Regions from separate parts of the Ovis aries genome. Here region 1 is linked to region 2. Evidence: chromatin contacts called from public Hi-C data. All regions are on one chromosome and are shown on one strand. The core of a region is the stretch at or near the end of the contact, and the rest is flanking DNA. Distances in the headings are between cores, read along the strand shown. Region 1 holds the start of CTIF (cap binding complex dependent translation initiation factor). Region 2 overlaps LOC105604510 (a long non-coding RNA gene).

What was found. Hi-C and Micro-C count contacts between places; a contact is called where the count stands out from the background.
Region 1: a contact with region 2 is called in a Hi-C map of hypothalamus, with 1.9 times the contacts expected there. The contact joins the promoter of CTIF here to the enhancer-like site in region 2. A contact is called at or near these places in 2 of 16 Hi-C or Micro-C datasets (hypothalamus and skin fibroblasts).

Annotation. Positions count from the first base shown.
Region 1 is chr23:48,545,066-48,549,872 of ARS-UI_Ramb_v3.0, forward strand. CTIF (cap binding complex dependent translation initiation factor) reads left to right here and starts at 1,835. Exons shown (of 13, transcript XM_060405512.1): 1 at 1,835-2,130. LOC105604510 (a long non-coding RNA gene) reads right to left here and starts at 1,796. Exons shown (of 6, transcript XR_006057796.2): 1 at 1,751-1,796; 2 at 731-812.
Region 2 is chr23:48,508,311-48,513,039 of ARS-UI_Ramb_v3.0, forward strand. All of the region lies in intron 4 of LOC105604510 (a long non-coding RNA gene), which reads right to left. Among named protein-coding and RNA genes, the nearest start is that of CTIF, 36 kb to the right of the region's middle. Within about 2 kb of position 2,726, at least 10 of the 54 cell types and tissues checked have an H3K27ac peak or open chromatin away from gene starts, as enhancers often do. A contact at or near this core is called in hypothalamus, where this site is marked.

The DNA of each region.
Region 1 (4,807 bases), core at 585-3,084, 36 kb after region 2:
ACAGGCAAAACCAAGACCCAGACAATTCCATTCTTCTGCCTTTCGAAGTAGCAGGCCTATCACACAATGTGCAAAACACCACTGACAACGAAAGGTGGGTGACGAGGAATTTGCTGAGGGGATAGACTCTGGTACTATTGGTGCATATTTTGTAAACCCGGGTAATTGTGCAGATGTTAAAAGCGCAAAAATAACTGCTGAGCCAATGAGGCATAAATGTTAAGAGGGACAAAGCAGCAGGAAGAGTCAGGTGTACTTAAACATGCTCCTTCTCTGCGGGGATTGGGCCTCGCGTGGCTTCTGATACCCACTCTACCTCTTATGAATGCCTGACTATGGGTCTGCTGCCTTTCTCTAGAAGGGAGGGGATGACCCAAGAGTCAAAAGAGTCAAAAGAGCCAGACGTGGCTGCAGATGCTGCTTTGCTTTCCTCTGATGGCTTGGCGCATACCAAGAAGACATGCCCTCTGCTTTCAAAGAAATCCCACTCCTCCTTCAAGGCCCACTGCAAGCCCTACCCCTGGTGAAAAGCCATCCCAGGCTCCTCTGCCCTCTAGACCCATCCTTCATCCCTGACCCCCCCTTTTGGAGTCTCCCTTTTGCACTGCCAAATTGCTAGGACTTTCAGAATTTGCTCTTTTATCTCTGTCTGGAGCCTTTGTACCCTGTAGCCTTGTTCAGAGGCCAACTCTTTCTTTTGCCTTTGTTAACATTTTTTAGTAATTCTTACCTAACACGCTGCCTCCTCCAAGGAAGCCTTCCTTGATCCTCTCCTTCTTGCATCCGTGCTCCATCCTGGCTGGCTGCTCCTCCTGAGGGTTCCACAGCACGTTATGCCTACACCTATGTTAGGTGTGGACTTATCCCCTATACCCTCATTGACTGCAGTCCTTAATGCTAGACTTTGAATTCCTTGAGGGTCTCACCAGTCTTGGCATCCCCAGACCTGTTCTGTCTGTGAAAAGTGCTCACTAAATGTTATATGAATTTATAAACAATTTTTTTCAGCAGCTATACCATGTCCCACAAGTCCTTCCATGAGTTTATAACCCCTTTCCATGAGTTTATAACCCCTTTCCATGAGTTTAAGGGAGTTCATAACTCCTTTGCTTGGAAGGTGTACAGCATCATGTATTTCTCCAGAAGGCTTCTCTGTGCTAAGCCCAGTGCCCAGCACCTAACAGGTACTTGGAAAACACTGGTGATTCGGTAAAGTGATTACTGAATTACCCTCTGCGCTGAATTCTCCTGTCCACCAAGTCCCCTGCCTTAGCCCTTAGCATGGCCAATGGAAAATTAATTGGTTGCAAAGTGCATATCTAATTACAACATCCCGCCCCTGCCACTGAGATGTTCAAATGTTAATTATAACATATGCATCTCAGTAACAGACGGTAGCATTTAATAGAGCATTAGTAACTGCCCTTGGGCCGCCCAGGGAGTACACAACGCTCCCTTTCATCTGCTCTTAGGACAGACTTAGCACTTAAGAGCAAGGAAGTCCTCATCCTTAAAGCCGTCCGGTCCCTAAAATCAAATGTTTCCCTCCTCGCCCAAGTCCCCAGTTGAGGTCCCCACGCGGGGCGGCGCCAGCGCGCGGGGCGTGGGGTGGGGATCGGCCGTCGGGCGTGGGGTTTCGGCGAGGCTCGATCTGCTATCTGGGCGGCTCGGGCGGCCTGCCCCCGCGCCACGGCGGCGCCCCGCTTCTCCAGGGCCCGCCATCCCGGGAAAGAAAGGCGAACTACATTACCCAGCAGGCCTCCCGCCGTCCTCGTTCCTTTCATGTCTTTGCACGTGGCCGGAGGGGAGGGCGGAGCCTGGACGACACCCTCCCACATTCTCTTTCCCTGTGTCAGAGCAGGGATCATTTTTTTTTTTTTCCTTCCTCTGCTCCCTCCCCCCGCCCGCCCCTCTTTCCCTCCTTCCCTTCCCTCCCTCCCTCCCCTCTCGGCTGGGTTTGTGCGCTGGGGCGCCGGAGGCCCCCCCCTTAGCCGCCGGGACGCGCGGAACTCGGGGCGGGGGATCGGCTCTCCCGAGCCTCCTCCCTCCCTTCTCCTTCCCTGCCCCCTTCCCCCCCCCCCCACCCCACCCCCAACTCGGGCTCGGAGCGGCGGCCTGAGGAACCCCGAGGTGAGCATCTCCCCCACCGTCCGCCGCCTCCCCCCCCAACCCCCCCGTCTCCTGTAGTCATCTCTCGTTGCGGGTCGATTCCGGGACCGGTGAGGAAGGGCTCTGTGACGTGTGCGTGCTTACAGATAAATCCGGGAAAACCGCCCCAAACAATTAGCCCCCTACCTCCCTACCTCCTCCTCCCACCCTGCGCCCCGGGCAGCCAGGCGTCCGCGCCCATCCTGCGTCCCCGCCTCTGTCGGGGACGGCACTGTGAGATCGCGCCCCCTCCCCAGGTTTGCCCCTTCTCAGCCGGTTCCCCGCCAGTAGGGGAGCCGTGGCCCTGGAGCTCCGGTGAGGAGGGGGGCTCTGTTGGCGTGGGGTGAGGAGGGGGTGCACGGTTGGAGCCGCGCGGTGTAGCCGCTGTCATGTGCCGGATTCCGACCCGGAGGGAGGAAGCAAGCGAGCGAGCGTGATTCCTCTCCCTTTTGTTGTGAAGCCCGCATTTGCTGCATTGGTTCACGAACCGGCCAAACTTGCAGCTGTTCTGACCGTAGTCGGCGGAGGTAGGGAGCGCGGCTCCGGGTGGCGGCTAAGGGCCGGAGGCTGCCGCGCTCGCGGCTCCCGGAGGGACCCTGGGAGTGTCTTCACGCTGCCCCTCCGTCCTCCTGCGACCGATTGTGTCTGTGGCAGCGGCCGCGTGTGAGTGTGTGTGTGTTTGTGTGTGCGCGCCCGTCCCCGCGGGCGCGGAGATGTCTGTCGTCTAGACAGGCTGCACCCTCCCTCCGTCCCTGGTGAGCCCGCGGACCGCGCGCGGGGGGCGCGGGGCGGGGATGGGAGCAGAGGAGAAAGCCGGATCGCTGGCTCCACTGCGGTCGCAGCTTTGGACCTTCCCCACGGCAGTGATTCTCCTTTCTTTTTTTACGTTCTTATTCCTGCCGCCGCGGTGTAATCGGGCCTGGGGAACAGACCTGTCCGGTGGAGTCAGGGTTAAGTTGACAGGCTTTGAAAAGCCAGCTCGCGGTGGCTGGTGACCCGGGCCGGAGCGGAGTGGGCTCCGGCTCGGGTTCTTTAACGAGCAGGTGACTGTCTCAGACGCGGGTCCTGGTGGGGTGTGTGTGGGGGCGGGGAGGGAGGTGGTGGGCGGCGGGCAGGGGGGCGGTGGCTCGGCTGCAGCGGAGATCTGGTGCCCCGGAGGGCCGCGTGTCGGAGCCAGGGTACCGCTGGGGGAGGCGTCCCGGGGACCGCGCATCTGAGTTGGGTCTCTCCTCTGATGTTAAATGACAGTTGTGGAGGGGAGGTGGTGGAGGTCTGAGCCCCTCTGGGCTGCGTTGGCTGTTTGGCTTCGCGGAGTTTTCAGGGTTGGTGTTGCGGGGGGGGGGCAGGTGTGAACAGAGAGGGAGGTGCGGCGTGTAAAGGGGAGGGGTGGTTGGCGGCACGCTGTGCATCCCCACTCAAGGAGTGAGGCGTCGCCTCCCCCGCCCAGCTGTTTGTGTGTGTACACACCGTTCTGGCGTGCGTGCGCGGGGCGGGGACCGCAGACCGATGCGTAGTGGGGACGCGCTTGGGCCCCGAGCCCCCGCGGGGATCGGTCCCGCCGGGGCTCGTAGTCGTGTGTGTGTCCGCGCCAGCGCCCTGGTTCCTTGGAGAGGGGGGTTCGTGCGGCCGAGGGCTCGGGGAGATCCTGGGGTTGCTTGTGAGCCGGGTCGGTGAGAGAGGGCCTGGCCAGAGACGTGCCGCGGTCCCTCTCCTCGCGTCCCCGACGCCTCCCCCCGACCCGGACCCGGCAGGCTGGCCGTCTACTCGGCGGCGCCGCGGGCTGGTCTGGCTGGGCCTGGAGGAGCGGCGGGGCGCTTGTGCGTTGCGCCCCCGCCCCCTTCGCTTGACCCTTGGCCCGGGGCGCGCTGTGGGTGCGCGCGGCCGCTCCGGCCGCTGCCTTCGCAGATCCTGGAGGGAATCGGCGCCCCTGCGTACCCCCTCCCAATTCTTCGTCCTAGAGACAGTGGAGGCCGAAGGCTGCCCGGCCCGCCGGGTCGCGCTCTCCGCCCCGAGCTGCCTCCGGCGCGGGTGCCGGGTGCCGGGTACCCAGCCGGCCGCAGGCAGGTCTTTGCCCTCCCGGAGCTGGGTCTCTGCGACAGGGGATTATCTCCCAGGCTCAGGGCCCGCGCGCAGAGGGAGGAAGCCACCGGAGCTGCTGGTTTCGCAGCGGCTGGGGGCTTCCGAAGGCGAAAGTGACACAGCACGAGCGCCGCTACCGCCCGAGCTGAAAGCGAGAGGAAGGAGCCGCCCAGAGGGCGGGGAGGGGCCGCAGGCTGTCCGGCCCTGTTCCTCCTGTCCAGCGACGGGTCTGGGCCGAAAACCTCAGGGAACCTGGCTCCGAGCATTCTGGGAACGCGCGAGAAAAATTGCTTGGCTTTCAAGAAAACCCGGTTATACTGGAACAGAACGCACTGAGCAGACGTTAAGATGTCCGGCCCCTCGCGGGATGCACTCAGGTGGCCCCAGGAAGCTCCCTTAACGTGTTTAAGACAGGATTCAATTTACACACAGATCATCTCACCTGCTGTGTCACGTGTCTGTCTTGGATAACGTGCGCTTGAAAGCAGTAATTTTGTAACGCATCCGGGGGTACAATGTCACCAGTGATTAACAGATTGCTGTAATAATAATAATATATGTTTGTATGTCTAGGCGCCCT
Region 2 (4,729 bases), core at 1,476-3,975:
CTCTTAGCCAAGTTTCTTCAAGACTCAGCTCCAGCGGCACTTTGTCTGAGAAGTCGTTGCCAATGGCAACTGGCCATCCTTGCTGAGCCAGTGCCTTCCTGTGTCTTTCATGTCACCCTGTGATTAGTTAGGCTGTGAGAAACAAAGGCCTGAAACATAATGACAAGCACTCGAGGGTTCACTCACTCATTTAAAAACCTGTTGCGAAGGTGGGCAGTCTGAGGCCAGTGTGGCAGCTCCATGAAGTCATCCACTCTTCCTTCTCCAACATCCTCATCACAAAATTTCATCCTCAAGGTCACCACGTGACCCAAAATGGCAGTTGCAAATGCAGCCTCTGGTCCACACGGTAGACACTGAGAGGGGTGGCAGGTTCCAAAGGTGACCCTTCCCTGTGGTCTCCCCAGACATCCCACTGGCACGCCCCCTTACATCACACCAGCCAGGAGCTAGTCATAAGTGAAGAAACCTGGAAGATGTAGTCTTTATCCTGGGTAGCAATGCTCCCAGCTAAGAGTCAGGATTCTGTGACTACTGAGAGAGAAAATGCACATGGACCAGAAGCCGGTAGTTCCTGCCAACAACACTGACTATGTCACATTTTAACTGCTTGGTTGTCTGTCTGTGTTATAAGAACGTGTATTTCGAGTGGCCAGCAGTACCTAACCCACAATAGGCAATGGAAAAAAGTTTTAACTTTTGTATTGAGATTTATCATACTCACATCATAGTGAGTGCACTAACCTTAAGGGTATATCTGTCTCAATGAATTTTCACATGTGAATACACCTATGGGCTTCCCTAGTAGCTCAGCTGGTAGAGAATCCATCTGTGATTCAGGAGACCCCAGGTCAATTCCTGGGTCAGGAAGATCCCCTAGAGAAGGGCTCGGCTACCCATTCCAGTATTCTTGGGCTTCCCTGGTGGCTCAGATGGTAAAGAATCCACCTGCAATGTGGGAGACCTGGGTTCTGAAAGGTTGCTGCTGAGCCATGAAAGATGCCAGGATTCTTGGCCTCCGGAGGAGAGGAATTCAGTCTGGGGCCAGTCTCAGAGCTTTTGTGTGACAGAGCTTTATTAAAGTATAAAAGAGACAGACAAAGCTTCTGATAGACATCAGAAGGAGGCAGAAAGAGTGCCCCCCACCCCACTAGCCTTTAGCCAGATGTTTTATGTCTTAGAAAGCTATTCATCAGATAAGAGAGACATCTCACGGCTGAGGGAGTTTCACCAGGCCCCTCTCCCACAATCTACATTTTTGAGATAGGATGGGATGAGGTGTGTCATCCCCCAGCCATAAAAAAATTGATCTGAATACTGGTTTGTTGAGCTATTATCAACGCAAGGTTTGAGGAAAAAAAGTTAGTCTTAGGTGGAACCATTTGAAAAAAGGCAAATTCCAAAGCAAATACATAGTTTCATTAACATCGCTTAAGAAAAGCATTTCCATAAGGAAAACGCATCGGTGAGCTCAAGGTTTGAGAAAAGTTAAGTTCAGGTGGAATCAGGTGTCATCATGGCAACACAGAATTTTAAGAGGAACCTCCTTTTAATCTTGTATGGAGAAGGAAAAAACAATCTGACAGTTGTAGTTTGTTCCCTCCTGCTGCTTTATCTCTCCATCAGGAGAGATGAAAAAAAAAAATGTCTGACACTTGCAGTCTGTTTCCTCCGTTTGGAGACCCCTGGCCTTCCCGCCTCTTACCCTCTCAGTTCGACCCCTGAGTTAGGAAGATCCCCTGGAGGAGGGCATGGCAACCCACTCCAGTGTTCTTGCCTGGAGAATCCCCATGGACAGAGGAGCCTGGTGGGTTACAATCCATGGTGTCACAAAGAGTCAGACACGACTGACTTGAGCAGTCAAGCACAGCACAGCTCATGTAACCACTGCCCAGGTCCGTATAAAGACCATTTCCCCCACTCTAAAAGTTTCCTTCCTACCCCTTCCTAGTCAACTCCTCCCATAGGTAACCACAATTCTGACTTCTCACCTCAATTAATTTTGCCTGTTCTTGAACTTCAGTTCAGTCGCTCAGTCGTGTCCGATTCTTTGCAACCCCATGAACCGCAGCACGCCAGGCCTCCCTGTCCATCACCAACTCCTGGAGTTCACCCAAACCCATGTCCATCAAGTTGGTGATGCCATCCAACTATCTCATCCTCTATCGTCCCCTTCTCCTCCTGCCCTCAATCTTTCCCAGCATCAGGGTCTTTTCAAATGAGTCAGCTCTTCGCATCAGGTGGCCAAAGTATTGGAATTTCAGCTTCAACATCAGTCCCGCCAATGAACACCCAGGACTGATCTCCTTTAGGATGGACTTCATATCCATGAAATCATATGGCACTGGACGTTTTAACCAACTAAGGATTTCTAGGAACTGTAAACCATCCAATCTAGAGTTTCCAGGTTAGTCTTCATTTCGAACATGCTGTTATAAACACATTCTTACTTTCTAGAAGATTGGATTCCTACTTGACATACCCAGATGCTGTCAACAGACATTATGTAGTCCAATTCCCTTTGGCCTTAACTGTTTTCCACAATAAAGTTGTCTCATCTGTCCTACTTTTTAAAGAGAAATGTGTCTTGAAAGGCCATCTCCATCAAGAAGCCTCCTGCCACAGCTCTGGGTGTGCCAGGACACTCAGCATGTGTTTGACGGGGAGAGGGATGACGCTGGGACGTAAACAAAAGCTGGCAGCGGAGACAGACAGAGCCAGGGCTGGCCATCTGGAACCCCTGCAGCTGGCCCAGCGGGATGCTGCATGCCAGTCCCAACTGCCCAGCTGGAGGATTCTCCGCCTCTGCCACCCCCACCGTTGGCAAGGAACCATCTCCCTCCTCGCTGGCACTCAGATCGTTTCCTATTGGTCAGAAAGAGAAGAGTGGGCCCAGATTTGTTCATCAGGCCCAGCAGGACATGGCGAAAGCTTGGCAGCAACGAAAGCAGCAGACAAAAGGCTGTCGGAGCAGGGTCTGATGGGAAGGCAGCGCAGCTTAGAGCAGAGGCACGGCGTCCCTGCCACCTAAGAGAAGGGCCCCACTCTTCTCGGAAACCACTGCGGAAAGTTTGTCCCGCCACGTGTCAGGCTTTGGCTAAAACCAGGAAGTTGACGGGGACAAGGGGGTGGGCGAGGGGCGGGAGGGGCAGAGGGGACACAGCACAGTGAAGGAAGCATCCTTCACATGCAGGTGGGGAGTGGGGCCCTGCGAGAAAGACGGTGCTGGAGCCAGGGTGCTGCCCCTGCCTCCTACCCCACCCCCGCTCCAGCACACCTCAGAAGATCCCCAGAGAGCATCTCTCCAGCCCCAGCCTCCAACTCTGGAAGTCCCTGACGAGGGTGGAGAGGCAGCTCAAACCACCACCCAGGGGGAGAAGCAAATCTTCTATTCCAGGTACTTCTCCTGGCCTGGTCCTAACCCCATTGCCATCATTTTCCCCTCCTTTTATGCACGCGAGGACCACAGCTCAATTCGGCTTTGTCGAGTCAGGCTGGGATGACGTTCCCTGGAGGCGTCTCCCAAAATGCACTGGCCCCACAAGTCCATTTGAACAGCCATAGGAAAGTGAACAAAGAAAGAGGGAAGAAGGGCATCTGTTCCCAGGCTCCCAACCACCACTGGTCATTTTTGTTCCGTGGGGTGGTGGACCTCTCCTGCACTCCCCAGCTGTGCATGAGCACCAGGTGGGTTTCCACGAGTCCCGTGTGGCAGTGTCAGCTTAACCTTTCAGGATAGGACATGAGAGTATAAGCAAGGCTGTCCTTAGGTCATACGTGGCCTTGGCAGATGTTTTCTGTGGGCTCCATCTGTATAAACAATTTAATTTAAAACTCTACTAGTTTCCGAGTTTCACAGTCTACATGAGATACAGTGATTTGTTGATGGGAATTTAGATAATGGGCCAAGAATTGGTATTTACATGCTTGTTTATTCTCCTATCAATACACGTAAAGTTTTCTTTGGACGTATCCAAGCACCATGTCTTCCTGTTCAGGGCAGGAAGCATCTCTTCCTGTTCACGACTCTCAGGGCACCTGACTAATCACAAGCCTGAGAAAAAGGTAGCAACGCTGTCATTACAGGGTCATGACTCTTTGGAACCAGTCTGCACTGAAACAAGACAGATCTTCTTCTTGCCTCTGCAGTTCCCTTCTACCATGTATTTAATGCTGGCTACCTCATTACTCATTAGGCTGCCCCATCTTCTGGAGCCACCTGTGAATACTGGCTTCCAACGACTCTCTCAAAGGTTGTTGAAGTGCTTCACGGAGATGACCACAAATTCAAGTCTCACTCAGAGTATGCATGAAAAGGTAAGGGATGATTCATTTCCTGGATAAGCATGTTAAAGCTGTCCTTCTAAATTTTACAGTGTAAATTAAACAGTATGTCTCCCAACGTGTATTCCCATTTTGTCCTTAATCTTTGCATCCCTGAATTCAATCTCTCTCAAAGTTGATTTCACCCTTGCCTTCCATACGTGGCCAAAGAGGGGACTAGTGAGAGGCCTGTGGGGAGAGTAAGAATAGTGGAACAACTTCCACAGGGAAAGTCTATTCCTCATTCTCCGAGTCTTCAGACTGGCCTGGGAGAATGTGATATCACAGCCACAGTCAGAAGGGCCCATTGACTTTGAGAGCAAGAAGCTGGAAAGTACGGAGGAGAAGGAAGGGCCATCCCCAGAGGACTTTGGAACAAACCAGAAATGGGACCTGAGTGACTCTA